Linked DNA regions of Mus musculus: regions 2, 3, 4, 5, 6 and 7 are each linked to region 1. A link is a contact called in public HiCAR-type, HiChIP or PLAC-seq, Micro-C and promoter capture Hi-C data. All regions are on one chromosome and are shown on one strand. Each heading gives the region's core, a stretch centred on a gene start, on an enhancer-like site or on the middle of the called end of the contact. The rest is flanking DNA. Distances are from core to core; before and after follow the strand shown. Region 1 holds the start of Eml6 (echinoderm microtubule associated protein like 6). Region 2 holds the start of Chac2 (ChaC, cation transport regulator 2). Region 3 holds the start of Erlec1 (endoplasmic reticulum lectin 1). Region 4 holds the start of Pnpt1 (polyribonucleotide nucleotidyltransferase 1). Region 5 holds the start of Gpr75 (G protein-coupled receptor 75). Region 6 has its middle 21 kb from the start of Psme4. Region 7 has its middle 24 kb from the start of Acyp2.

Region 1 (3,397 bases), core at 596-3,095:
AGCCTTTGAAAGGACAGACCTCTCCCTCCCACCTACACCTCGCTCCCTATTCCCGCTCTGGCCCTAGCATCTGCAGCCCTTCTCTAAGCGGCTCCCAGGAAAATCCTTTATTCCCTAAGGTTCTTGGACATGACCCCGGTTATTCCCACCCTTCCATATCCAATCCCTTCCCACCACCCCAGAGGTCCTTACCTGATAATGTCGTCGTTGTGTCCCAGGAAGAATTTTTGGCTGTGCTCTCGGGTGTTGTACACCACCCCTACCCCAGCTACAAAGTAGACCACCTCCTTGCCGGCGGTGTAGTACAGGTTGTTGCGGCACTGGTGACCCCGGTACCCGTACACCCACTCCAGCCGGAGCTGGCATCTGGGAGCTGTCCGATCCGCCATGATAAGCCGACACCGCGCGACCCCCGGGTGCCCCGAGCGCCGACTCTGTCCTCTTCAAGGCTCGAGCTGCGACGGACCTGCAAGGGCTCAGGGTACAGCACCGGGCGCCAATTTCCGCGGCGACGCACAGACACAGCCCAGCACGCTGGCCGCCACCATCATCTGCTGCTGCGGGAGAGGAGCCGCCGACGCCGGTGCACAGCAGCAAGACCCCGCTGGGCTCCCCGACTCCTTCTCCCGGGGTCAAGCGGGCCTCGAGGGTACCAGTACCCGCACACACGCCTCACTGCACCTGCGGGCTTTGGGCGGCGGGAGAGGTTCTCCCCGGGGTCACCCGGCCTTTAAAATCAGAGATCTGCATATCCAGACACGGATTACCAGTTCTCCAAGTTTGAGGAGCGCGGGGGGCTTCGCAGCAGGCGGTGGGATTTATTCTGTGACAGGTCTGATCTGACAGGCAGACGGTTACTCCGGTTTACTGCTTTGCCATCACCGTCCTTGGATCCGAAACTGACAGTCTATATCTAGGATGCGAGAACGAGGAAGAGAAAGAATTTTTGCATGTCACCCAGCACAAGAAAATAATTACCAAACTAAAACCAAGTTGTGGGATTTTTGTTTGTTTATTTTTGGTTTTTTTTTTTTTTGATTGTCCACATTTCTCCTTCCATATCCACCTTAATTATAGGAAATACTCCCTAAACACTTCTGGCCGGTAGTTGCTGCTCCAATTTGCAGTAACACTTGCTGTTTCCTCTATAAAGCCAGGGTGAATATGCAATGGTCATTCTTTTAGATGTTCCAATTAGCTGTCATATATGTGTTTAAAATCCAAACCCTCTATGCGCCTTCTCTTCACAGAGAAAATCATAAAAACAAATAAATACTTAACAGCTCTCCCCTAATTAAAGACTCCAATTGCAAGTGTCATAATTTTTTTTTCTCTGAATCGGAGGAAATCCGGCTACCTACAAATGCTCCCGATCGAAAAATAATAATAAAAATAATAAAATAACAGCAACAATAATAAAGTGTCAAAAAAAATCATGCTCCTCTCCCCACGGAGATTTGAGCTAGCTATGAGACCCAAGGGCTCTAGGATCTTGCCTTTAGGTTGGCAGGAGGGGGGGCGGGGTCTCCCGTGGAGCCCGGGTGTCAGCGACACCCCATGCTCAACCTGGCGCCCACTTTTGCAGATCTGAGGGTTGGTAGCCCCAGGTACACCTGGCTCAGGCTCTACGGTCCTAGCGAGTTCCTGCACTCCCACCCGGACCAGCCTCGCACGTAGCATCCCTGCTTTCTCCGCCTCTAACCTCTGCTGCCGGCCTTGCGTCCAGGATCTCGCACCAGCCAGCGAAATCCTCTGCCTGCCCTCCCTCCCTCCCCGCGCTCCCGGGTTAGGTTTCGTCACCGGGGATCTGGGGACCAGCTCTTCCTCCTTCCCTGGCTCCAGGGGCGGGGCCAGCGCAGGGAAGAGTTACGCGGCGAAATTGCGCCGGTTCGGAAACGCAGACGCCTCCTAGGGCCGAAACCTCACCTCCCTTTGCCCGCCTGTTCCCTATGCATCTTGGAAATCGTAGTCCTCTGTAAACCAGCTGCTGAGGCGAGCGCCTCTAGTGTACTACAAGTCCCAGGATTCCATGCATCCGCAGGGCCTTAGTACCGGTGCCAGGGAAGTCTGCGTTTCTCCTATCGGACCCAGCAACTCACCCAGAATGGCGTTGGTGTTCCATGGTGACCCAGGCCAGCGGCATGCGCGTCTGTGCTGAAAGCAGAAAAGATGACGTGGAAAAAAATTCAGGGGCTTTCCTCAGGACTTTCACTTGCGCCAGTCCCAGAGGATTGCTGTAGCCCATCTCTTTCCTTGTTGCAGCACTTGACTAACGCTGTTTCCTACTTCAGTTTCCCCTATTATTCCAAAGGATTCTGATTTATCCAAGTGCAGTGTTACAAAGTTTAAGAAAAATACAGTGGCGTGTGGTCACTCTGTCATGTGTAGGGAAATAAGCGCCTTCCTGTGACCTGCCTTGTGCCCATGCAATAAATTTGGCCGTAAAAAACAGAAGCCAGTGGCTATTCTAAAACTACCTGGAATAAACTAATTTATTCGTTCTGATTTTCAGATTATGGCCGCAGCCAACTTTTGAGAACAGATTTTATAATCCACTTGACTAAGAAGCTACGAAAGGTTGATACTTTTGACTCTTCTGTGTTCAAGATGTTTCTTTATCTACGTGGAGTTTTAATAGGATGCTGTCCTGGTAGGAAAGGCAATGCTATAGATAAGCACCTAAGTGTAGTGAGCTGTTGCCTACAATGTTGAAGAGAAATTGAATACACTTCATATTTTCTGAGAAAACAGAGTCAACAAATTCGAGGAGGTCTCTCTCTCGCTCTCTCTTTAAGACAGTAAGGACACTACTAAACATTAAAACATGGCTTAGAGGGGCTTGAAATGTCTTGGTCTGCTTTCTATTCCTTTAATCATTTATGCAGAATTTTGTTTGTTTGTTTGTTTGGTTGGTTGGTTGTTTGGTTGATGATTCTAGAGGCAAGGAAAACCAAGAACATTGCGCTCATCATCTGATGATGGGCTTAACTACATCCTATGCTGGTAGAGGGCATCACATAGCATGATAGAACGAGAATGCTAACTCCTGTGTCTTTTTAAAGCCATTAGTGTCATGGTCGACCCAACCTCATTGACTTATTGATTTATCTAATGCTGACTAACTCACAGAAGCCTTATCTCCAAATACCATTAACATGTAAATCAGAAAATTGAATTTTAAATATATGGACTTTGTGGAATATGGTCAAACCATAGCAGAAACAAAGTTGAGAGCAAAAATCGAGATGGTGAATTTCGTAGAGAAATAAATTATATATAAGAAGACAAAAACATCTTCCAGAAATAATAAGGAAAAGCTTCATGGAAGAAATATGAAATATAGGCACAATTGAGATAAATTGAAAAAGATAAAAGAGCACTCTGCCTTTTTTTATTA
Region 2 (3,397 bases), core at 672-3,171, 960 kb after region 1:
GATTCACATGCATCTGCCTCCCAAGTGCTGGCATTAAAGATGTGTACGGTTATGCTGGGGTCTCTGATCCTACTTTTTAAAACTGATATACACAAACAGCACCACCACAAAACAAAACCATCACAACAACAAAATCTGAAAACAAACCATGGACTTTTAAAGAAATATTGTATTGATTAGACAATTTTTTTTTTTACCAGCAGTCTGCGTGACAGTACACATATCTTAATGTGCTATGTAAGAAAGATACCCTTTGATTGAGCCTATGTTGTAAAATATGCAGTCATAACCACATACCTGCCTGCTTAATGTTTGGTTATTAAAATGAAAAGCTAGTTTAAGGTATATATATATATATATACATACATACATACATATACATACATACATATATATACCTAAAAGGCATTTTATTTATTTTAATTCTTTAATATTTTAAATATTGTTTTATAGTAGTCTTGGTAATTCTTTGGTTATGGTGTTTCTGTTGATGTAAATAAACATTGGCCTCTGTTTGGGTTCCACCAGGCCAGGAAAGTCTACCTTAATTCTAAATTGACAAACTGTAGTTAGAATGGTTCTACCTCAGATGCTCTTCCTGATTTAAAGCCTGTATCTTTTGAGCAGGTACACACTGTGATCTTTCCCTTTCCTAAAATCTCTTCTGATACTTGGTTTCCAGTATTTCAGAATATTATGCTTTAGAGTATTTTTTAAAAATGGTGCTGGGAATTGAACTCGGGCAGGGCCTTGCATGCACTAGGTAAGAACTCTACTACTAAGCTATATTCCCAGACTTGTTTCTGAGCTTGAGGTCCAGGCCAGTATTGAACTTGTGATATTCTTTTGGATTACAATTTTGTACCAGCAGACTAGGCTAATTTTAAGAGTATGTTGGAGAACACAGGAACATTCAAAACCAAAGGTTAGATATTAACCAAACAAGTTACTAGTTCATACTTGTTTAACTTTTTTTTTCCACAGATTTTTTTTTTTTTTTTTTTTTTTTTTTTGTAGCCAAGGCAAATAGTGAGCTGCTTCTAACACTCTGAACCCCTGGAGAGCTGAATGCTTTATATGACCGAACTGAAAAACAGATCCAATGATTTGTATTTACATTAATAATTCAAGAGAACTATGGAGAAGGAACATTCAAATAATGGAGATTTTCAATTCATTACTCAGAACGAACTGCAAACCTCACATAACTTTGCTTATACCTCTCAATCAAAAAATCACCATGGGCATAAAAATTGGAATGACTGGAAACTAGTTCTTTCATGATCTTAGGCATTTTAAAACTAAAACATTGGAAACATAAATTGGAAATTTACAGGCACATATAAATTCAGACCAGTAAAAACCTGGCATAATATAGACATATCAACGAATTTACACACTGACCATGTGGTGACATGAAAATTCAACTTTATTATTTTGTGGGGTGGCAGAGGTTGCCAAGATAAGGGTGCTGTCCTGGCCACTTCAGCCTTGGGCGAGCTCCCTGTGCCCGTGCTTTCTGCTTTAGAAACTAATTACTGGCTTCTGAAGCGGCCTAAGGATATCCACTTCTTGAGAGAGGCAAGGGCAGGTGGCCAATGAAGTTGAGAGCTTTATCCTGTTCCAGTGCTCTGCTGGGTAGGTGGGCATGAGGCGCTGGCTCCTTACCTTGCCTGGGACCCCGCGGTGGTCCGTGCTACCTTGCCAGAAGCGCCGACTGTAGTTTGTGATGTAACCAACCAGCTTGTCCTGGTAGGGGAAGTCCACCTTCCAGATGAGGGACCCATAACCAAACACCCACATCTTTCTGGACCCTGACCGGCACTCGGACTTCAGAACGAGACTGCTACCGAGGGGAGTAACCGGCTGCTGGGGCAGTGCCAGGCGCTCTGGCTTCGCCTGATGTGCGGCGCAAAGCACACTGGGTTTTCAGAGCTTCTATGGTGCGGGAGGGGTGGGGGTAGGGAATGGGAGGCAGGGGACTACATTACCCACAATTCTTTAGAGTTTTACGACTCTCGAGTTGGAGCAGCACCCCTCCCACCTTTTTTTCTAGTGAGAATTGAAAGAGGAGAAAAGGCAGGACTCCTGTCTTATAGGGCACCACAATTAGCACGTAGTCATTTTGTTGTGCTTTGAAAATTGGCTAGCTGCCCACATCAAACAGCAGCCAGAGTGGCAGATCCCGGAAGTATAATATCTGTATGACCAAGTCCTGTGTCCTTTGCTTTTAAATAGAAGCAAAACAGTAGTTTTATGTGTGTGAAAAAGCAACTGGATTCTAATGGAAGTTGCTTATCAGATTGGGGGGAGGGGGGGAAGAACGGGACTGTTTAAGCATGATGAAGGAGAGAGGTTTTTATACAGTAAGAGACATCTGGAACAGTTCACAGTGGGCAGGACCAAACTGAGCTGTGCCATGTGAGAAGAGGGAGGGAAAGAAAGATGAGAGAGAGGGACTAGGTGCAGCAGCCTGGAGGCTCAAAAGGGATTTGGTTGGATTATATAGGAAAGGGCTGCTGCTAGAAGGTCAGCCCAGCCCTAGGGATGGAAAAGTTTAGAGTAGGGGTTGGGGTATGCCAGCAGGAGGGTCCTGAAATAGATCAGGACCGAAGGATGCAGGAAGAACTTGGCAGTCAGTGCCTATTATGATGTTAAGTAGGCACCTCAGCCATTTTTCTCACTTTTGAAACCTACCACTTATTTAAACTTCAAAGAACAGTTTGTTCAGTCTTAATCTCGGAGGCTCAGAGACGAGCAGGTGCACTCTCCCATTACATTACTTCACCAGTGGCTTTTACAGTGCTGCTTATAGAATCCTTTTCTTTTCTCAGGTGAATGGCTGCTGTTTTGTTTAATAAGAAACTTTGAGGATAATGAATATTCTTTACTGAACACTTAATTTGGATGGTTGAGGAGAATTCTTATATTTAGTTTAAAATGTATTGTTTTTCCTGGATTTCCTTCTTAACTCTTAAGTATTTTCATTGCCTCCCCATCAGACAGTTCTATTCTTGCAGAACTATGGCAGGACACCTTAAATTTTAGATAAAAACACTAGTGGGAAAATATGTAGAACCACTGTTGACTATTGGGAAACATATTTTCTTAGTCTTCCTTTGGGTTGTGTTCTTTGTATTCTTAAGATTATAATATTTTATGTATTTGAATTTCTCAAAAATTGAAAATTAAGTGATATATATACACTCCCTCCCCCCAAAAAGAACAGAGCTTTGTTTTTTGTCTTTGATTGGCACCCCACTGAAAAGCAAGCTGATGTCCTAAATGTTGCTATAGTGATATAAATAGTAAGGAAGCAAAAAAAAAATTCCTCCTAAGTTATAGGGATTTTTAAAATACACACTCTAGATAAAGGTTCCAAACACTGAACTCAAAT
Region 3 (3,397 bases), core at 342-2,841, 930 kb after region 1:
AGAGATCAGCAATATATGTATAAAAAACATACCTCATCCCCACTTGTCACAAGTGGAAGTATACATTTGTATTTTTCTTTATGAGCAGTTGTCATGATGATGTAATTATCTTCTTTATACAAAACTCCAGTTGTAGGCTAGAAACAGAATCAAAAGCATACATTATTTTTTGTCAGTTAAGGTGCTTTACCCTGAATACATTCAGTGCTCTTTAGAACAAAGGTTCCTCAAGTAAATTGACCAGTTCTACTGAAGATTGTTAAAGCACATTTTCAGATGTAGGCAAAATAGTGTAAACATCTTTAAATGATAAGGAGGAAATTAAAAACTGTATACTGTTGTCCTATCTAACAGAAAAGATAAAGTTTGGGCTGTAAAAGAAAACTAGTAAGGCAATAGATTGAAGTTTAAATGCTAATTAATACATACATTGAGGCTATACATTGTGGCACACACCTTTAAGCCCCGCCCTCAGGAGGCCGTGGCAGGCGGATCTGTTTAAGTTCTAGTTTGCACTTGTTTACTTTTTTGGCGGTGCTGGCAATGGAATCCAGATCTAGGTGTGTGGTAAATTTGTCTGTAGTAGTTACACATGGATAGACATTTCAGCACTACAATCATTCAAAACTGAATTTCCATTCTTGTTAGATTATACACCAAAATCTCGTATTCTAGGACTGGAGAGATGCCACAGAAATTAAAAACACATTATTACTCTTCTCGGAGGGGTGAGTACAGTTCCCAGTTCTCACATTGGGAGCCTCACAGCCACTGGCTCTTTCATTCTTGCCTTTTTACACAATACACATTAATTAACGATCATAAAATCCTTTTTAATCTCATGTTCTAGAGTCCTAAATAATAGTGGTAATACATTCAAGCCTCTAGTCTATTCTGCATGGCCAGTAGTATTCCGCATATAAGCTCACTAATATCTTCCAAACCAAATAGCCCTCTCAAATGCCTTAAGGGAAAAGATTCTCAGAAGCTGTATACGTCGTTTTTAAGTGTGTGTTGGAGAGAAAGAATGAATAGAGATGGGACTCCTGTCTGTTGGACGGTTGTGCGGGTAGGGTGATGTGCTAGTTAATTCTAAAACTTCCTCCACAGAGTGGGGCTGTAGAGAAGCCAGATCTAACGTAATGAGATTTAAAGGAGGGAGATGAAGTGACCGCTGATCTCCTAGTTAGTATGGAGGGCATATCCACTTAGTGTGCTAAACGAATTAATGAATGAACGAACACACTTAGGCTTGGGGTCGATAAATGCTTGGGAAAAAAAGGTTCTGGAAGAAAAAGCTAAGGAATCGAGGGCTGGCCCGAATGCTTCGTGCCAGAAAGAGGGGAGAAGGCTGCGGCTCGTGAGGGCACTGACCAGAGAGAACTCGGTACCAGGCCAGTTGACTCGGAAGGGGATGTCGTCGCTGAGCTGGGGCAGCGCTCGGCCGCCGCCGGACGCCTCCAGGAGACCGTACAGAACCAGCAACAGTGGCCCTCCGGGGACCAGGCTCCGCAAGCCGCCGTCTCCTTCCTCCATTGCCGCGTCCTCCAGCCACCGTCACAACCTCCTCTACCAGAGGAGAACAGGAGGAGGGGAGGAGGAGGGGGAGGAAGGGGGGGAGGAGGAGGGGGAGGAGGAGGGGGAGGAGGAGGAGGAGGAGGAGGAGGAGGAGGAGGAGGAGGAGGAGGAGGAGGAGGAGGAGGAGGAGGAGGAGGAGGAGGAGGAAGAAGAGGAGGTACTACAAAGCGTCCTTAGTGCAGGGGACCCAACCGCCGCCGCCACGTCTCCTTGCAGACGGCTGGGCAAAGCCGCCTCCGCCTTACAAGGGCTTGGGGCCACCGCTTCCGGGGCAGGCAGCACATCAACATCCGGGGTTGTTGAGTCGGTGGCCTACGGAAGCCCGCGCTTGGGTCGCGTTGCATTGCGTTGCTGCTGTAGCATCCTAGCGGTTGGACTCAAACGCAGAGGCCCGGGACTGACGCCGGTTGAACGGGTCTGGAGACGGCGCTTGGACGAAGCGGCCCGGCCAGGTGAGTCCTGGCCCGCGCGCTCAGTCCAGCCGCTAGGGACTCTCGGGATTTGGGGGTGAGTGGGCGGCGGCCCGCTCTCAGAAAGCAAGTAGAGAACCGAGCTGTGCAGAGTCGAAGTAGAACTTACAGTTCCGACTGAGCTGCCTACCCTCCAGTCTTTTGCTATTTGCACTCTCCATCTTCTCTCCAGAAGCTTCTCTTAGTTTCTTTTGATGGCGACTGTTGTCACGTCTGTCTCAGATGCTGTGTGTTTGGGGACACCCCCAGTGACACCTGCCACGTCCTTCGACTTTGGCATAGATTTGTTGGGTGGCTAGGCGCGTACAGTCCTGCATTTTTACTTCAGGAGAAGTTTTCCCTCCCTTGACTCAAGTGTTGGACTGTTGTTATTTTACTTAAGTCCAGAAAGTTTATGTCAAGGCCAGAGCCAGGTGAATGTGAAGTTATGAATCAAGTTACAGCAGACTGAATATAGACAGAAAGTTTTGGTTTTTGTCCCCTTCTTGAAAAAAGAAAATAATGTCCACATTTTTTTTCATCTCCTGTGTAATAATTTTACAGTGTTTGCCATAGAACATTTGGTAAGGACTGCCCATGTTGTGGTGTTAAAATCCACTGGGAGAAGAGACTTAGACTCAATTCAAATTTAGACTAAATGAACTTATTCTTACTGTTGGCAGAAGGAAGGGAGCCATAGAGCAAATACAGCCCACCATGCAAAAGGTGAATTAAGGTGGGGCTTTAAGGAGGACATCTGAATTACATGGATTACTGATATCCATGGAGTCTACATCTGATCAGGAAAATTGTCTCACTTCTCTCAGTTGTTTCTTACTTTCTCATTATACAGTAATAAAAAAAAAAAAACCATTTTATCCCTTCCCCAAAGCGATAGTAAGTTTTACAAAAGGCAAGCAGCCTTTAATGCTTTATAGCCCCATTGTCTGATTCTTATCTATCCATTAGGATCTCCCAGGCATTCCAGAGCAAAAGACTCATTGGCCAGTTAAGGGAAGCCTGGCTCCACGTTAAGTTTCGTCAGTCATCACAGAGGACTTCTACTCTAATGACTGAGATAGAGCAGTTCATTTTTCAGTGGGTAAAAACATAGTGCCACTAGATTAAGGCTGGCTGTCATATCCCCACACTCAAATTTGAACCAAATCAAAAAGCAGGAAGAGCAGTCCGTTTTTCAGCTTTGTAAGTTTTCTTTAAGGTAAAGACTCACACTATTAAAACAATATTGTTCTAGAACTGATGTTTTGTTCATTGCATTAGCTCATCATAATGTTTAATGTGTGTCAGGCATTGGGATTGGTAAGCTAGAGAGTAAATGGGCTCCTGTCATTTGTATCTCATTTTCTATC
Region 4 (3,397 bases), core at 449-2,948, 900 kb before region 1:
CCTGATATATGGTTATCTATGCTTAGGCAATAGGTCGCTGGCCACTCAGCTCTTATATCCCATGAGGCTAGACTCATTGCACGGGATAGAGTGAGTGTGCTTCAGCAGCCCGAGAGAGTTGCAAGGCTAAGCACTGCAATGGAAAGGCTCTGCGGCATATATGAGCCTATTCTAGGGAGACATGTCATCTTTCATGAAGGTTCAGTGTCCTAGTTCCCTTCCCCCAGGCAAAACGACACGGGAGCAGGTCAGGGTTGCTCTGGGTAAAAGCCTGTAAGCCTAAGAGCTAATCCTGTACATGGCTCCTTTACCTACACACTGGGGATTTGACCTCTATCTCCACTCTCATTAATATGGGTGGCCTATTTGCTCTTATTAAAAGAAAAAGGGGGAGATGTTGGGAGCCGCCCCCACATTCGCCGTTACAAGATGGCGCTGACATCCTGTGTTCTAAGTGGTAAACAAATAATCTGCGCATGTGCCAAGGGTATCTTATGACTACTTGTGCTCTGCCTTCCCCGTGACGTCAACTCGGCCGATGGGCTGCAGCCAATCAAGGAGTGACACGTCCGAGGCGAAGGAGAATGCTCCTTAAGAGGGACGGGGTTTTCGTTTTCTCTCTCTCTTGCTTCTTGCTCTCTTTTCCTGAAGATGTAAGAATAAAGCTTTGCCGCAGAAGATTCTGGTCTGTGGTGTTCTTCCTGGCCGGTCGTGAGAACGCGTCGAATAACATCAATGCTTTTATTTCCTTTTGATTTATGACTCAAAATTACTACTATTCTAATTATTTTAGAGTGACATTAGGAAACATAGACTCCTTCCCATTTTAATATACCTCTCCAAAACTTACAACTGAATGAATGGTAAATTATTCAAGGGGTTCTCAAAAAAAAAAGTTTTTTCTTGTTTTTTGTTTTGTTTTGTTTTGCTTTGCTTTGTTATGTTTGTGTCTAAGTGTGTGCGAGTTTGCATGTGTGTGGATACACCAGTGTGTGCAGGTGACTGGGCGTGTGTGCCTGTGTGCGCGTGCGCGTGTGTGTATATATATATATATATATATATATATGTGTGTGTGTGTGTGTGTGTGTGTGTGTACGTTAAGAATGTGTGGAAGCCAGAGGTTAAAGTACGGTGTCTTGCTTGATAGCGCTCTACTTATTTTTTGAGGTAGGGTCCCTTGCTGAACCTGGAGCCCTCAGGCAAGTCTAACAAGCCAGGATGATTCATGGATTCATTCTCAGCCTCTGAACGTTGGAATTACAGGTGGCCTTCCATAGACACAAACCTAGATCTTTAGGTAAGAACCAAATAATCGTGAGTTGTTCAGTATTTATTTACTGTTACATTTATTAAACACATTGTTCTAAGACTTTCTTTCAAACCGTGATAACACTAGCGCGCGCGCGCACACACACACACACACACACACACACACACACACACACACACGGCGCGGGAAGTATTAAAGGGCTTTCTTTAAATCTATACATTTTTTTTAAGGTAGTACTTATTTTTCACCGATAAGGGTGGGGGAATAAAAGCTGACTGAAAGAAACGCATTCTGGTGGTTTGACTCTGGCAATTACAGAAAGCCTGCAAGGATTGCTTTCCCGGCAGTTTGCAGGCTCCACGGAAACGAAACTGCGTCCGACTCCGCCCACAGGAGTGCTGGCCAATGAGGCGCTGCCCAGGCCTTCCACGCTCTGGGTGTCATGGCGGCCTGCAGGCTGTGCTGCTTGTGCCCGTGCCTCCGACCGCTGGGCTGCGGCCCCCTCGGCCGGCCCGGGCGGAATCGGGCACTCAGCTATTTGCAGATGCGAGCGTTGTGGAGCAGCACCGGATCCAGAGCGGTGACTGTAGACCTGGGACACAGGTGAGAAACGGTGTGAGTTCGCGGTTTTCACGCGGCGTCTGTCTTGTCCATTCAGCCCCAGAAGTCAAATCCCCCCCAGGGTAGGAATCAAGCAGCCTAAGTCTCTTAAGTTCTCTACTCCAAACCTAAGGTCGAGATTTCCTTTTTCCGGATTTAAAGTCTGTCTCCCTTTCCCAAGCTGGCCGCTGCCTTTTGCCTCTTCATCTTCCTCCTAGCCCTGCGGTGAACTTCCTGAGTCCTATTGCCTGTGCCCCAGACATCCTTTCTCTATTTTCCGAGACCTCGAGCTCTGAAGTAGGAAACCCTAGGTAATGCGTTATCGTTCCGTGCCCCAGGTCCACTGATGGCCGGTGTGAGCCGGAGATGAATGCCAGTTATAAGATGCACATAGTCCTGTTAAACCTGTAGTGAAAGTACAGTTACCATCCAACAAAAGGTCAAAAAGGCAAATTTCTCAGTTAACAAGACACACGGCGGGGGTGTATATGTGGATATTTTAAATAATAGGTTTTTTTAAAGCTTTTCCCTAAAGCTCTACTTTTTGTGGCAGGCCGCTGCCCCGTGTCCTCCCTTGGCATCCGATTACTCTTCCCATCACTGTGTTCTGCTTGTTCATTCTATCAATCTTCTTGTTTATGTTCATAGAGTATTTAGGTAGGCATTCACTCACATGGTTTGGCATATAGAAACTTCAGAACTCTTCCATTTATTCCCAAATGCCTACTTCCAAACCCCAGAGGCTAGCTATGCTATGGGTCCACTATGTATTTGGAGGTATTTTATACAATATAATATTGAAAAGTAAATTGTTATGAGACAAAGTAAACAACAACAACAAAACACCATAAACTTAATAGCTTTCTTGGAACAATCAAAATTACATGTAAACACCATAAACTTAATAGCTTTCTTGGAACAATCAAAATTACATGTACTCCCTACCCCCCAAAATCTTTCTGACTTTCTGCATTATTAGAATTCATTGAATAACATACTGTTTCAGTTCTGATATCGCAATTTGTCAGGTCGTTCAAATTTCCTTTGATATAATCTGGTTGTTGACAAACATGCTTTTATTCCACCATCAATTGCTAACTAATACCAACTCTCTGATTGCACATTATACTTTGTACACTAATAATATTTGTGTATTTCTATATATTTCTGTGCATATTAAAGATGCTGCATAGTTCAAAGATTTGAAAGACTTATTAGACTAGAGGCAAAGAGCTAAGACACATACTGAGAGACTACAGCTGGTAGTCCCATTTGGAGAGCAGCTGGAGGCCCATAGGGCCAAGCCAGAGGGTAGAGCTCAGCTAAAGATTGAGGGTCAGAACTGGGTCAAGATGGATGGACATATGAGTCTATTTTGAGTTTTTATTTTTATATGAAGTATGTGACCATCTCAACATCTTTGTTAAGTTTTTAAGCATTCAAAATGTTATTTATCAGAAGATAGTCTTTATTATTTTTAACTTAGCGTACAAAACACTGTTATATATCAGAACATGAAAGTCTTTG
Region 5 (3,397 bases), core at 298-2,797, 860 kb after region 1:
GGCGTGGAATTCACACTTGAAAGCTTTTCTTATATTGGAGCATCCAAGGAATATTTAAGCCAGGAGCTCCTAATGATGGTTGTTTGCCATCCTGCCCAGTGAATGTGGACATTTTATTGGCCTTGATGTGCACTTTCCCAGAATGCTCCTTATTTTGCATGCCATCCATAAGATTGTGCTGGAAAGCTGGGTTTATTGCCTGTTCACGTGCTAGCATATTGTTAGCCATGATTAACTTTTACAGACTTTGCCTTTTGCATTATTGGTATGCCACTGTTTTTATCCAGTATCCTTGCTGCCATATTTTGTGCATGTTATTATTTTGTGTTGCCTTATAACCCCACAAACATTGGTGGAGCCTTTGTCTTTCTCAGTATGAGGTTGGTTTCTCTCAGGTGTATGTACTACTGATGGCTACTAGTAGTTCAGCCTGAACATTTTGTTATCGTTTATGTCCAAATGGAAATTATACAGGCAGTATTTAATGTATTTGGAGAGACATATAATTTGGGTCAGAATTCCCACTCTTAACTGCTAATTCGTGTTTTTTTTCTTCAAATGTTTCTAGGGCCCAGTGTTACCTTTACCAACAACATCTTAGAACCAGTATATTGCCAAGTGTCTGGGGAGTAGAACATGATTTATGTGAAAATTAGTTGGGGGTTTTTCTTGAGCATTTTTTTTCCTAAACATAGTTCGGATTTCACAAATCCCTTCAACATGTTTCTTAGTAAAAAATGGGAAAATTAATAGAATTGTATTAGTATTATTATATTTTATACTTAATTACATTAAGTATAAAGGAAACTTAACAGAAAACGGAAAGGGGTTGTAGTGGCAATGGTGCCACGAAATATTTCACCTGGATGGAATCAAAGTCTTTGATTTCTAACCAAAAAAAAAAAGGGGGGGGACATTTGAATAGCATTCTCTATTTCTTAAGTATTGGATGAGATTAGAAAAGTAGAAGATCATAATTAACCAGGTTAAAATCCTGAAGGAGTTAACAGGGTATGTTTGCCCATAACAACATACTTAGGAATGTTTCTTATATAAGCTAAAGTGGGTTTGTTGTTTTAGACATATTGACTTTGGGAGATGAGAAGCAACGCTCTAATGGTTTATGCTGGTGTTTTAAACAGGACTAGCTGAATTACACTATTGCTTCTCAAGATTTTTACACCCAACACGGTATTTAATAGTACCTGTTTGTTTGTTTTTTTAACTTTGCATCAACCACGTACTTACTATGACCTAAGACACATATGTGTGTTGAAATTGGTTCGATTCAATTTGTCATAATGACTTTAATTATTAAACTGGAACTGACAGCCTAGTTAGAAAGCCAAGGAGATCAGCTTGAAGGCTCTCCGCAGGCACTCTCAGCTGTCTCCTCCTGCCTGGCATCTCTGGTTTTCATTTTTTCCTTGCTGTGTATCAGCGGTCAGTGGCCAATTCACAGGCAGCCCTGGCATATCGGAGCGCACTCCCACTAGGCTGAGGCGGGCAGGCAGGGAGGGTGCCGAGCAGGCGGGGCGGCCACGGTCAGAGGGAGGGGCCGCGCCCCGGGTTCGGTGACTGCGCCGCGCGCCCGGCTCGCCTAGGCTCCCGGGATGCGCGGAGGCGGCAGCGATGGCGATGATGACTCTAGCCCGGCAGCTTCCAGGCCACCGGGCACAGATAGGGTCACTACTGCGACACGGAGGAGGAAGGGCGGCGCTGAGGCCAGCTGGTAGGTGAGAGGCCGCAAGCCCAGACCGGGAGGATCACACCAGGGTTGTGAGGCGAGCGGGAGCGGGGAGAAGGCTAAGCTTGGCCTGGCCTGGTAGGTTGCGCACCTGTGTTCCTGTGCAGCCTTGCTGTAAGCTCTACACAGACCACAACCCACTGCCTGCATCCAGGCGGAGTCCAAGCATCCCTGGACTAGCCTAGGCCTGTGTTTCCTCCAGTTCTAGGGAGCCCCCTACCCGTTACCAATCACAGTTGGGGATAAACCTGCAATCTCCTACTCCTTTAGTCAATAGTACGATAGTACGCAGTGCTCCACAGACTCCTTATCCCTCCACCAGAGACCCAGATCTTTCCCACCCCATCAGCTATTAGCCTCAATGGATAGATAGTTCAGGTGATTAGAAACAATGGGAGGTTTGAAATATCTCACTGACCTTGGGCAAGTTATTTAGCCTCCCCGTGCTTTTCTAGATCCATTCAAATTAGTGGGAATGGGACAGAACTTAGTTTTGTGTGAGGGCTGTGGAAAAAAAAAAAAAAAAAAAAAAAAAGCCTTCCATGAAGAAATTCGGCATTTATTTGGGGTTGGAATACAATGAAATAATCAAGGTCATGAGTTAACTTGTAAGTGTCCTAACGTTTGCTTCAAAAATTAATAATCTCTGTGAGCTCCTAGGGATCCGGGTTAGTTGATTCTGTTGGTCTTGCCCTTCAGCTCCCTCAGTCCGTCAACTTTTAGAATGGGAATAAAACAAACAAACAAACAGCACAGTATTAGAGACCCATCGCCCCTCCCCCCTCCCGCCTTCTCTTCCCCCTGTCCCTCCCTACACCTACTCATGACCCCCTCCCTCCTTCCCTCAGGCTGGCTTTCAAGTAGGTGATACTGCCTTTATGCTCTTGAGAGACTGAGATTACAGGCTACCACATCCAGCTTTTCACATATTTTTTTGTTTATTTGTTTTGCAACAGAGTGTCACTATGTAGCCTTAGCTGGCCTGGAGCTTACTGTGTAGATCAGGCTGGCCTCCAACTCAGAAATCTGCCTCCTTCTGCCTCATGAACACTGAGATTAAAGGCCACATCCATATTTTACTAAGAGTTGACACTAAGCAATTTGTTAGGAGTTCCTCGTTCTTGCTTCCAGTTACCTCAACATCCTTCCGCAACTGTAATCAGATGTATATTAATTCATTTTGAGAAAAAGTCTCACTATATGTATGTAGTCCAGACTAGTCCTGCCTGGTTTTGTAATCTTGATCCTCTTGGCTCAGCTTCCCCAGATATGTGTCATTATACTCTGCTCATTCTATCTTATCATGGTTAATAAGTATACTTAAACCCAGCATTCTGAGCTGGTGAGATGTCTCCACAGAAAAGGCATTTGCCACCAATGCCAAGGACTTACATGATGGAAGCAGAAAGCCAACTTCTACAAATTATCCTCAGAACTCCAAATGTCTGCCTGTCTTAGGGTTTCTATTGCTATAATAAAACACTGTGACCAAAGCCACTTGGGGAGAAAAGGTTTATTTCATCTTACAGCACACCATACAAGAAAATCAGGGCAGGAATTCAAGGTAGGAACTGATGCAGATGCCATGGAGGACTGCTTCTAACTGTCTTGCTTTTTATTGTTTGCTCATCTGTTTTCTTATAGTACTCA
Region 6 (3,397 bases), core at 571-3,070, 720 kb after region 1:
TGAGTTTGATGGTTTCAATATTTTAGTTGGGGCAGAATTCCTAGGGTAGGATCAGTCTTCAAACATCACATAGGACAGCATTACATCTTTGGCTAAGCAGTATTGGCCTTCTGATGCCACACCCAGAAGATCTGAGAGACTTTCCTATATAGGATGAACTTGAGAGGCTGGCCTACTTTAGCAAGGCAAAGAGAGCCAGTCAGTCCAGCACCCTGCTTGTGTAAGAGGCAAAGTTCATCTGCAAGCTCCACCTACCCGAAGGCCAGGTAACTTCATGGAATGCTGGGAATTGTTGTTCTTGGAAAATAACAACGTCACATAGGAAATATTGTAGGCCTATGGTTTTGTCCTTAAAAAGCCCCTACAGCACATGTCTCATCACCACTCGCTGGGAGTCATGGAGAATAGACCTGTCCAGAGTCCATCCTGGTCAGTGATTAATTAAGCTTGCTTCAAATTTGGTTCAAAATGTGGAAATTGGTTTTTTCTCTCTCTTGAGAATCTCAGGAAGAACATTTGGAGCACCCACCATAGGGAGATAAGAAAGACCACTCCAACCCAAATTCTGAAGCTGGTCTCTTCTCTTTGGCACTGGGGACCCCACCACTACCATACTGAACAGCCATGCTCTAAAAAGGCGATAGCAAGCATTTTTTTTTTTATAAAGACCTTCTTTTGGAAGCCATTGTAAACTTTCTAAGACATTTTTCTGCCTACTTTCTGGATTCTGGTTATGGCGTATCCAGATCTGGGAATGGGGAGGATCTGACAAGGTCTATGCACCCTGTTCAGGACAAAGGCAATTGTCTGTAGGGAGTTGGTCTGGTACTGCTATGTATTCAAATGCTAATACTGCCCACCCCCACCCCCACCCCCACCCCCACCCCCACCCCCACCCCCAGACCTGCTTGTCCGCTGATGAGAAGATCCTCAAGTACACCATGTGATGCTTTGTAACCTTGGCCAGTAAAAGGCTAAAGCCTCTGATTGAGCAGTAAATAGAGGTGGGCAGATTTTCAGTTACCTGGCTGGGAGTTACAAGTACAAAGAGGAAAGAAAGGAGGGAGGACAAAACGGGGAGGAAACAGCCATGAGAGGAGATGAACCATGAGCACACGGTTAGGAGAAACAGTATGTAACAAGGAGCATTTGACTGAGATGTAGCTCCAAAACCTGCCCAATCTAGGCTTACAGCTTGTAAGTAAAACACCTGGATTGTGTGTCTTTTATACTGGGTAGCAAACATCTTAAATTCCTTTTACAGGAGAGAGCCCACTGGTTATTTTTGGTTAATTGGAGTTCATCCAGTGCCGCCAGCTGTGACTCATTGGGCAATATTAGTCCATGAGGGTAAATGGAGCGGAGACAATGGATGGGGCGGTTCAGAAACCCTGTGAGTACATATGGTAATGATGACACACTGGGACCAGCTGTGGGGAGACAGATCAAGTTTCCTTGAGGTGACTCAAGGGTTTTATAATTTTGTGGGAGGGGGGGGGGTAGGAGTATGGATAGGCAAAGGTAATTGGGTGTAAGGTACCAAGATGTCTCATTAGCATGGAGAAGCATTTCAGGAATCCCAGGTGCTAACAGGTTCCTATCAGGAGAAAGGAAGCTGAACCTGTAATCTAACCATAGCTATGTGACATTCCACAGGTAGAGGTGTGTGTGTGTGTGTTTTGTTTGAACACCCCAGACAAGGTCAGAGATTGAGGAGCTATGATGGTAAAGGGACTTGTACCAAGTCCAGAAGGCTATCCAGACAATGGTAGATTTTTGACCTTAATTATCAGGGCAACAAAAGCTTTTCTTTTCTGACCTGCTTTGGGCCCCAGAGGACCCCATGGTGCCTGTTGACAGGATTCCAATGCCTAAGTTACACAATAGAGCTCAGGAATTCCTGACACTGGGAGCAAAGCCTAGGGTTTAGAAGGACCCAGAATGGATCTCAGAACCAAGAACTCAGAGAGCCCCAGCCTCTAGTTGGTTTTACAAGAAAGCTATAAAAATTTTTCTCTTGATCAGACTGGTGAACTAGTAAAGCAGAGGGCTGCAGTTGTTAAATGTTGCTGTCTCATATTTTCTGTTGTTTGGCTCTATGTTTTCCATTCTAGTTTTTACTCTGTTTCTTATTGCTTTACCTGTTTTTCTGGCTTGGGGTATCTGGATATATGAACCACAAGACTGATAAGAATTCAATGCTTGAGGCCAGTGGGAAGCTTTGAAAAACCTAGGGCCCTGCTACAGCACCATTGTGACTGTGGAGAACTGGACCTCCCCTTCCTGAATTGCAACATTGCAGAAGGTATGGACCATTTTTCCTGTCTGTTTTGGATATATGAATGTGGCCACTGCATGTTTGTTTCTCTCTCTCTCTCTCTCTCTCTCTCTCTCTCTCTCTCTCTCTCTCACACACACACACACACACATATATATATATATACATATATATATATATATATATTCTTAAAAGTTTCTTTTGCAATATCAGAGCATAACCATAATTTTGGAAAGCAAAACCGATTTTTAACTGTGTAAACAATCCAGTCTCTCTAAAATCAATACCAAGTGCATTATTTTCATGTTACAGAGTTTGACTGCTAGTTATTATATATGAATGCATGATGGTGCAGCTTTTAAAGCTCATTAAAGAAACATTGTTTCAAATCCTATCTTCTATTAGTCTGGCTTCTAGGACAAGAATTACATAAAATATTATCCCAATTTAGAGATACCTTTAGAGACCTGTTTCCCTGGGTTGGTCATGCCATGTGTTGTTGTCCAGAAAGACTCCAACCCTGAGTTACCAGTTCTAAGCCAACTTTCTGTTACCACTGTTACAAAGTTTATACCATACCCAATAACTTGTAAGTCAGTAACATATTTATACATTTAAGACCAGTCAGAAACAAACATAAAGTGGCTACACACATTTACTTATTTAGACTACACAGACAAAATTTTCTTACCTTTTTCTATCAGTAATATCAAGGGAGGAGCACCTTGTCACCAGCTGAACCCAATAATCACAGTCACAGAGATTTTTGTAGGAGAAACAGCCATCAGCTTCCTGACCAAAGAAGCCAAGAAGCTGCTGGTCCCTTTAAGAGCAGCTTTTACAGTAGACTCCTAGCTACAGGTGCAGGTCAACTTAACCAGTTTTTGTTGTGCCAATTCAGAGTGTCTTTTTTTTTTTTTTAACAACACCAAAAAAAAGAAAAAAAAAATCCTTGAAATGAGTTAAAAACTATATCAAGGGGTGAACAGCCAGCAGATATGAAACACAGAGCAACAGTCAAGCAATGAAACAAAACCACAGACTTAAACTGACAGACATGGACAGAGTGATGCACTAAGGACAAACAATAGACCAAGAGGAAGAGAACTAGATGTTCCA
Region 7 (3,397 bases), core at 235-2,734, 650 kb after region 1:
TGCCCTCCATAGTGCTGGATATGAGATTATGTCTGTTTTGTTACATGGCTGCTGAGATTTAAACTCAGGTCCTCCTGGTTGTGTTAGCACTTTTACTAACAGCCATCTCTGCAGCTCCTCAAAGTTCATTGAAAGGGCTACATCTTTAACAGAAAAATGCTATCCCTTAAGGTACACTTAGGTAAGTGCTGGCCTCTTTCTTTGTTTGTTTTGTTTTGTTTTGTTTTGTTTTGTTTTGCTTTATTTTATTTTATTTATTTTTTTTGTTTTGTTTTATTAGACAGGGTTTCTCTGTATAGCCCTGGCTGTCCTGGAACTCACTCTGTAGACCAGGCTCGAACTCAGAAATCTGCCTGCCTCTGCCTCCCGAGTGCACCACCATGCCTGGCTAAGTGCTGGCCTCTTGCTTTACGGTTCAACTTGGAACTTTGATCTGTTTGCCTTAGTATCCTATGACTCTCTTTCAGGCTTTAAATGGCATCTGAGTTCCATCCTCTGCCACAGGCTTTTCTTCCTGCTGCTGGCCTTGGCTGGCTGGGGCAAGAGAGGAGGGGCGCCTTATTGTCTATTTGACAGAAAGAATACTTTAAGCTGCAAATTGATTTCTCATGGTATCTGCTACGAGATACCACTAAACACCTCTGACAATAAGAATTCAGAGCATCACTCCAAGTGTTGTCTTGAACCCTACACTTTGAAATAAATTGACCTTATTTCATCTTCATAAACATGTTTAAAGTACAGGAGGAACAGTTAAAGCTCATTTTAGAAATGGGGAAGCTGGACCACAGAAGTGAAATCAGAGTAACTGATTCATAAAACTCCTTCATGTCAGACTGAATAAAAGCATGGGTCTGTGTGAGATTTGAAATTATATTACTGGAACATAACACAGTTATGAAGCAGCTGATGGGAAAACCATGCCTAGTATGCCAACTGAAAAGAATTAATAAGATCAGTGTGTTATAAATCTTGTAAATCACCTAACTACTGCCTTCTTAGAAAAAAAAAAAAACTGGGCAGGTAACTCTTTAAGGAGTCCCTAAAATGGCTAGGGCAAATAATATAAATTAATGCAAGGATTTAGTGGCCATCTATCCATCTATTGCTCTGATCTAGGCATTGTTCCTTCTTGTCTTCTTTTTTTTTTTAGATGGCAAGTCTTCCTCTCATTCTGTAAACATGTCATAGACAGTTGTTGGCACTGTTGTTTATTCTTTTTAGTAGTGCAGTGCTTACTTTCTTACTTTCCTTTTTTTTTTTTTAAACAGACTCTGCTTTTCTGCTGGTCCTTGGGAGTTTGCTAGGGCTAATCTCTTTGTCACACTAGTTGAGAGTTACCAGGTCCACTCCTAACTAACCAGAGTATTTTGTCCCTGTGTACAATGATTGATTGGCTCAGGGATAAACACAGGCCAAGCACTGTCTTCTCCAGACCTTGCTGGGACCACTGGAGTCAATGCTCCCTTTAAGACTTTGAGCTGTGTCATTGGAGTCACAGCTGCCAGAACCCTTTGCCAAGAGAGCCAGAAAGCTTGCCTGGGATTAGAGCCACACCCCGAGAGAGCCACACAAAGGCAGAGCTATTTGGGTGACACTGTTTAACTATTTCAAAAAAGAACCCACAAACTTTCAGCCACACAATTCACCAGATTCACAGGCTCACTCATTTTGCTTAAAGTAGCCTAAATTAGGTTTCTATCAATGGCATTCAAATAACCTCAGATCTACATAGATGTGTCAAAGAATAGGATTTTCCTCTTCTGCAGACCTTTTTGGCAACAAGGATATGAGCCTGCCTGCAACCATACTTCTCTCCTCAGAAGAGAATACTTGGTGCTTTCAGGAAAGCCCACACATTCTCTGATATCAATGGAGATCTTGAATCAAACCAGCCCTAGGGCTAGCACTCAGACACAAAAGACAATAAACCCTATGTTCAAGCTGGTTTCTACTGTCTCAGTCATTCATCCTGTGTCATTTGCTTGTTATGTAAAGCTCAAGCTCATAATATGTTGTTGACATTTGTCCTGAAAAATTCTGAAGAGTCTACCGATAAAGTCCAAATTTCTCTCCCTTTTTTCCTCTGTAGGGCAGAGGCAGGGGCAGGGAGAGTCAGACTTCATCTTTGCCTAGTCTTGTGGCGAACAGAGCTCAAGAAATCCTTCCTCTTCTTCCCTCTAGCCTCATTTTCAGCCAATAAAGGATTATTAGTTTTTCAAAATACCAGATGTGCTTTTTCATCCATCACTGTTCCCCCAAATTCCCAAGGTCTCCAATGAATGGGCTGAGGCTTGGAATGGTCAATTCAATGTAATTTAAAATAAAGTTTGATACATGTACATGGAAAACTACAACCAGAGGCTGAGCAGTAAAATCATTAGCTGTGCAAACCTAGTGACCTGAGTTTAATGATCAAAAGCTATATAAAGAGCGAGATGTGGTGCTGTTCACCCATAATGCCAATAGTCCTATGGCAATATGGAAAATGAAGACTTATCCAGAAGCCTGAAGGCCAGCTAACCTGGAATATAGAGTGAAAAAGGAGAAATAAAAGAAACTTTGACTTAAAAATGTAGAAGGCAAGAACTGACTCTTGAAAGTTATCCTCAAACCTCTACATGCATGCCCTGGAAACACACACACACACACATTTTAAAAATAGTATCATCAAAGCTTATGATCATAGATACCATTCCTGGCATGGATAACAAAAATAAAATAAATTAAAATACAACATGATTCTGTGCAGTTGAAGAAGTATAACAAAGAAAAATTTGGGGCTGGAGAAATGGCTCAGTGGTTAAGAGAACATATTTGTCTTGCAGAGGACCCAAGTTCTGGTCCTAGTACACAAGTCAGGTGACTCACCACTGCCTGTCACCCCAGTCTAGAGGACCTAATACTCTTTTCTGACCTACAAGGTAATAGCATCATGTCCACATGCACAAACCCACACTCATGTAAATACATCATCTAAAATAAAAATCAATCCTTCAGGGGCTGAAGAGCGCTCCCAGTGGTTAAGAGCATTGGCTACAGTTGCAAAACTGTTGTGAATTGGGATTGATGACAGAGGCAAGAAGGAAGTCTCAAACTCAGAGGTTAGGTTATAACAGCTTATTTATTCATAAGTAGCAATAAACAAGTAAATGGTAAAATGGGGCTGTACTTGTTTACACACACATACATATATGCTTCACTAACCTCCGGTCTACCCTATATCGTAGCCTGGTTTGATGGCAGGCGCTGGAGAAGTCTTCTGTTGCTTTATGGGTTCTGCTGGAGCTGGAGCTGGAGCTGGGTCTGAGAGATGTGGGCTTGTCTCATTTGGCAGCGGGCGACCAGGTGGATTCGTCTCTAAGCAGGTTGACATTTCTGTTGGACTCCAGGAATG

The links. Promoter capture Hi-C pulls out the DNA fragments that hold promoters and counts their contacts. Hi-C and Micro-C count contacts between places; a contact is called where the count stands out from the background. HiCAR-type assays count read pairs that join an accessible place to other places. HiChIP or PLAC-seq counts read pairs in DNA pulled down with a chosen protein or histone mark. Capture Hi-C pulls out chosen DNA fragments and counts their contacts.
Region 2: a contact with region 1 is called in a HiCAR-type map of astrocytes, with 4 times the contacts expected there. The contact joins the promoter of Chac2 here to the promoter of Eml6 in region 1. A contact is called at or near these places in 3 of 39 promoter capture datasets (cranial neural crest, frontonasal cranial neural crest and neural stem cells), 1 of 484 Hi-C or Micro-C datasets (muscle stem cells) and 2 of 115 datasets of contacts at active chromatin or transcription factors (astrocytes and fibro-adipogenic progenitors).
Region 3: a contact with region 1 is called in a promoter capture Hi-C map of liver, with 5 times the contacts expected there. The contact joins the promoter of Erlec1 here to the promoter of Eml6 in region 1. A contact is called at or near these places in 3 of 39 promoter capture datasets (the C10 cell line, cranial neural crest and liver), 1 of 484 Hi-C or Micro-C datasets (uterus), 3 of 115 datasets of contacts at active chromatin or transcription factors (astrocytes, cardiomyocytes and craniofacial prominence) and 2 of 9 other capture datasets (adipose tissue and liver).
Region 4: a contact with region 1 is called in a promoter capture Hi-C map of liver, with 5 times the contacts expected there. The contact joins the promoter of Pnpt1 here to the promoter of Eml6 in region 1. A contact is called at or near these places in 1 of 39 promoter capture datasets (liver), 1 of 115 datasets of contacts at active chromatin or transcription factors (embryonic midbrain) and 1 of 9 other capture datasets (liver).
Region 5: a contact with region 1 is called in a promoter capture Hi-C map of adipose tissue. The contact joins the promoter of Gpr75 here to the promoter of Eml6 in region 1. A contact is called at or near these places in 3 of 39 promoter capture datasets (embryonic stem cells and liver), 1 of 115 datasets of contacts at active chromatin or transcription factors (astrocytes) and 1 of 9 other capture datasets (adipose tissue).
Region 6: a Micro-C map of embryonic stem cells shows a contact between it and region 1, with 4 times the contacts expected there. The contact joins the enhancer-like site here to the promoter of Eml6 in region 1. A contact is called at or near these places in 1 of 39 promoter capture datasets (hippocampal neurons), 1 of 484 Hi-C or Micro-C datasets (embryonic stem cells) and 2 of 115 datasets of contacts at active chromatin or transcription factors (embryonic stem cells and stem cell-derived neural progenitor cells).
Region 7: a contact with region 1 is called in an H3K27ac HiChIP or PLAC-seq map of the NIH/3T3 cell line, with 6 times the contacts expected there. The contact joins the enhancer-like site here to the promoter of Eml6 in region 1. A contact is called at or near these places in 4 of 39 promoter capture datasets (the 3T3-L1 cell line, cranial neural crest, hippocampal neurons and 1 more), 4 of 115 datasets of contacts at active chromatin or transcription factors (the NIH/3T3 cell line, astrocytes, embryonic limb bud and 1 more) and 1 of 9 other capture datasets (liver).

The regions. Positions count from the first base shown.
Region 1 is chr11:30,024,188-30,027,584 of GRCm38.p6, forward strand. Eml6 (echinoderm microtubule associated protein like 6) reads right to left here and starts at 1,846. Exons shown (of 42, transcript NM_146016.2): 1 at 1,703-1,846; 2 at 193-913. The coding sequence starts at 389.
Region 2 is chr11:30,984,444-30,987,840 of GRCm38.p6, forward strand. Chac2 (ChaC, cation transport regulator 2) reads right to left here and starts at 1,922. Exons shown (of 3, transcript NM_026527.3): 1 at 1,669-1,922. The coding sequence starts at 1,803. All of the region lies in intron 1 of Asb3 (ankyrin repeat and SOCS box-containing 3), which reads left to right.
Region 3 is chr11:30,952,540-30,955,936 of GRCm38.p6, forward strand. Erlec1 (endoplasmic reticulum lectin 1) reads right to left here and starts at 1,592. Exons shown (of 14, transcript NM_025745.3): 1 at 1,375-1,592; 2 at 33-137. The coding sequence starts at 1,536. It overlaps Asb3 (ankyrin repeat and SOCS box-containing 3), which reads left to right and starts at 1,859. Exons shown (of 10, transcript NM_023906.3): 1 at 1,859-2,030.
Region 4 is chr11:29,129,046-29,132,442 of GRCm38.p6, forward strand. Pnpt1 (polyribonucleotide nucleotidyltransferase 1) reads left to right here and starts at 1,699. Exons shown (of 28, transcript NM_027869.2): 1 at 1,699-1,873. The coding sequence starts at 1,713.
Region 5 is chr11:30,883,811-30,887,207 of GRCm38.p6, forward strand. Gpr75 (G protein-coupled receptor 75) reads left to right here and starts at 1,548. Exons shown (of 2, transcript NM_175490.4): 1 at 1,548-1,732. It also overlaps a transcript of Erlec1 not described here.
Region 6 is chr11:30,748,876-30,752,272 of GRCm38.p6, forward strand. No RefSeq gene overlaps it. Among named protein-coding and RNA genes, the nearest start is that of Psme4, 21 kb to the right of the region's middle. Within about 2 kb of position 1,821, at least 36 of the 459 cell types and tissues checked have an H3K27ac peak or open chromatin away from gene starts, as enhancers often do. A contact at or near this core is called in embryonic stem cells, where this site is marked.
Region 7 is chr11:30,671,422-30,674,818 of GRCm38.p6, forward strand. No RefSeq gene overlaps it. Among named protein-coding and RNA genes, the nearest start is that of Acyp2, 24 kb to the left of the region's middle. Within about 2 kb of position 1,485, at least 48 of the 459 cell types and tissues checked have an H3K27ac peak or open chromatin away from gene starts, as enhancers often do. A contact at or near this core is called in the NIH/3T3 cell line, astrocytes and fibro-adipogenic progenitors, where this site is marked.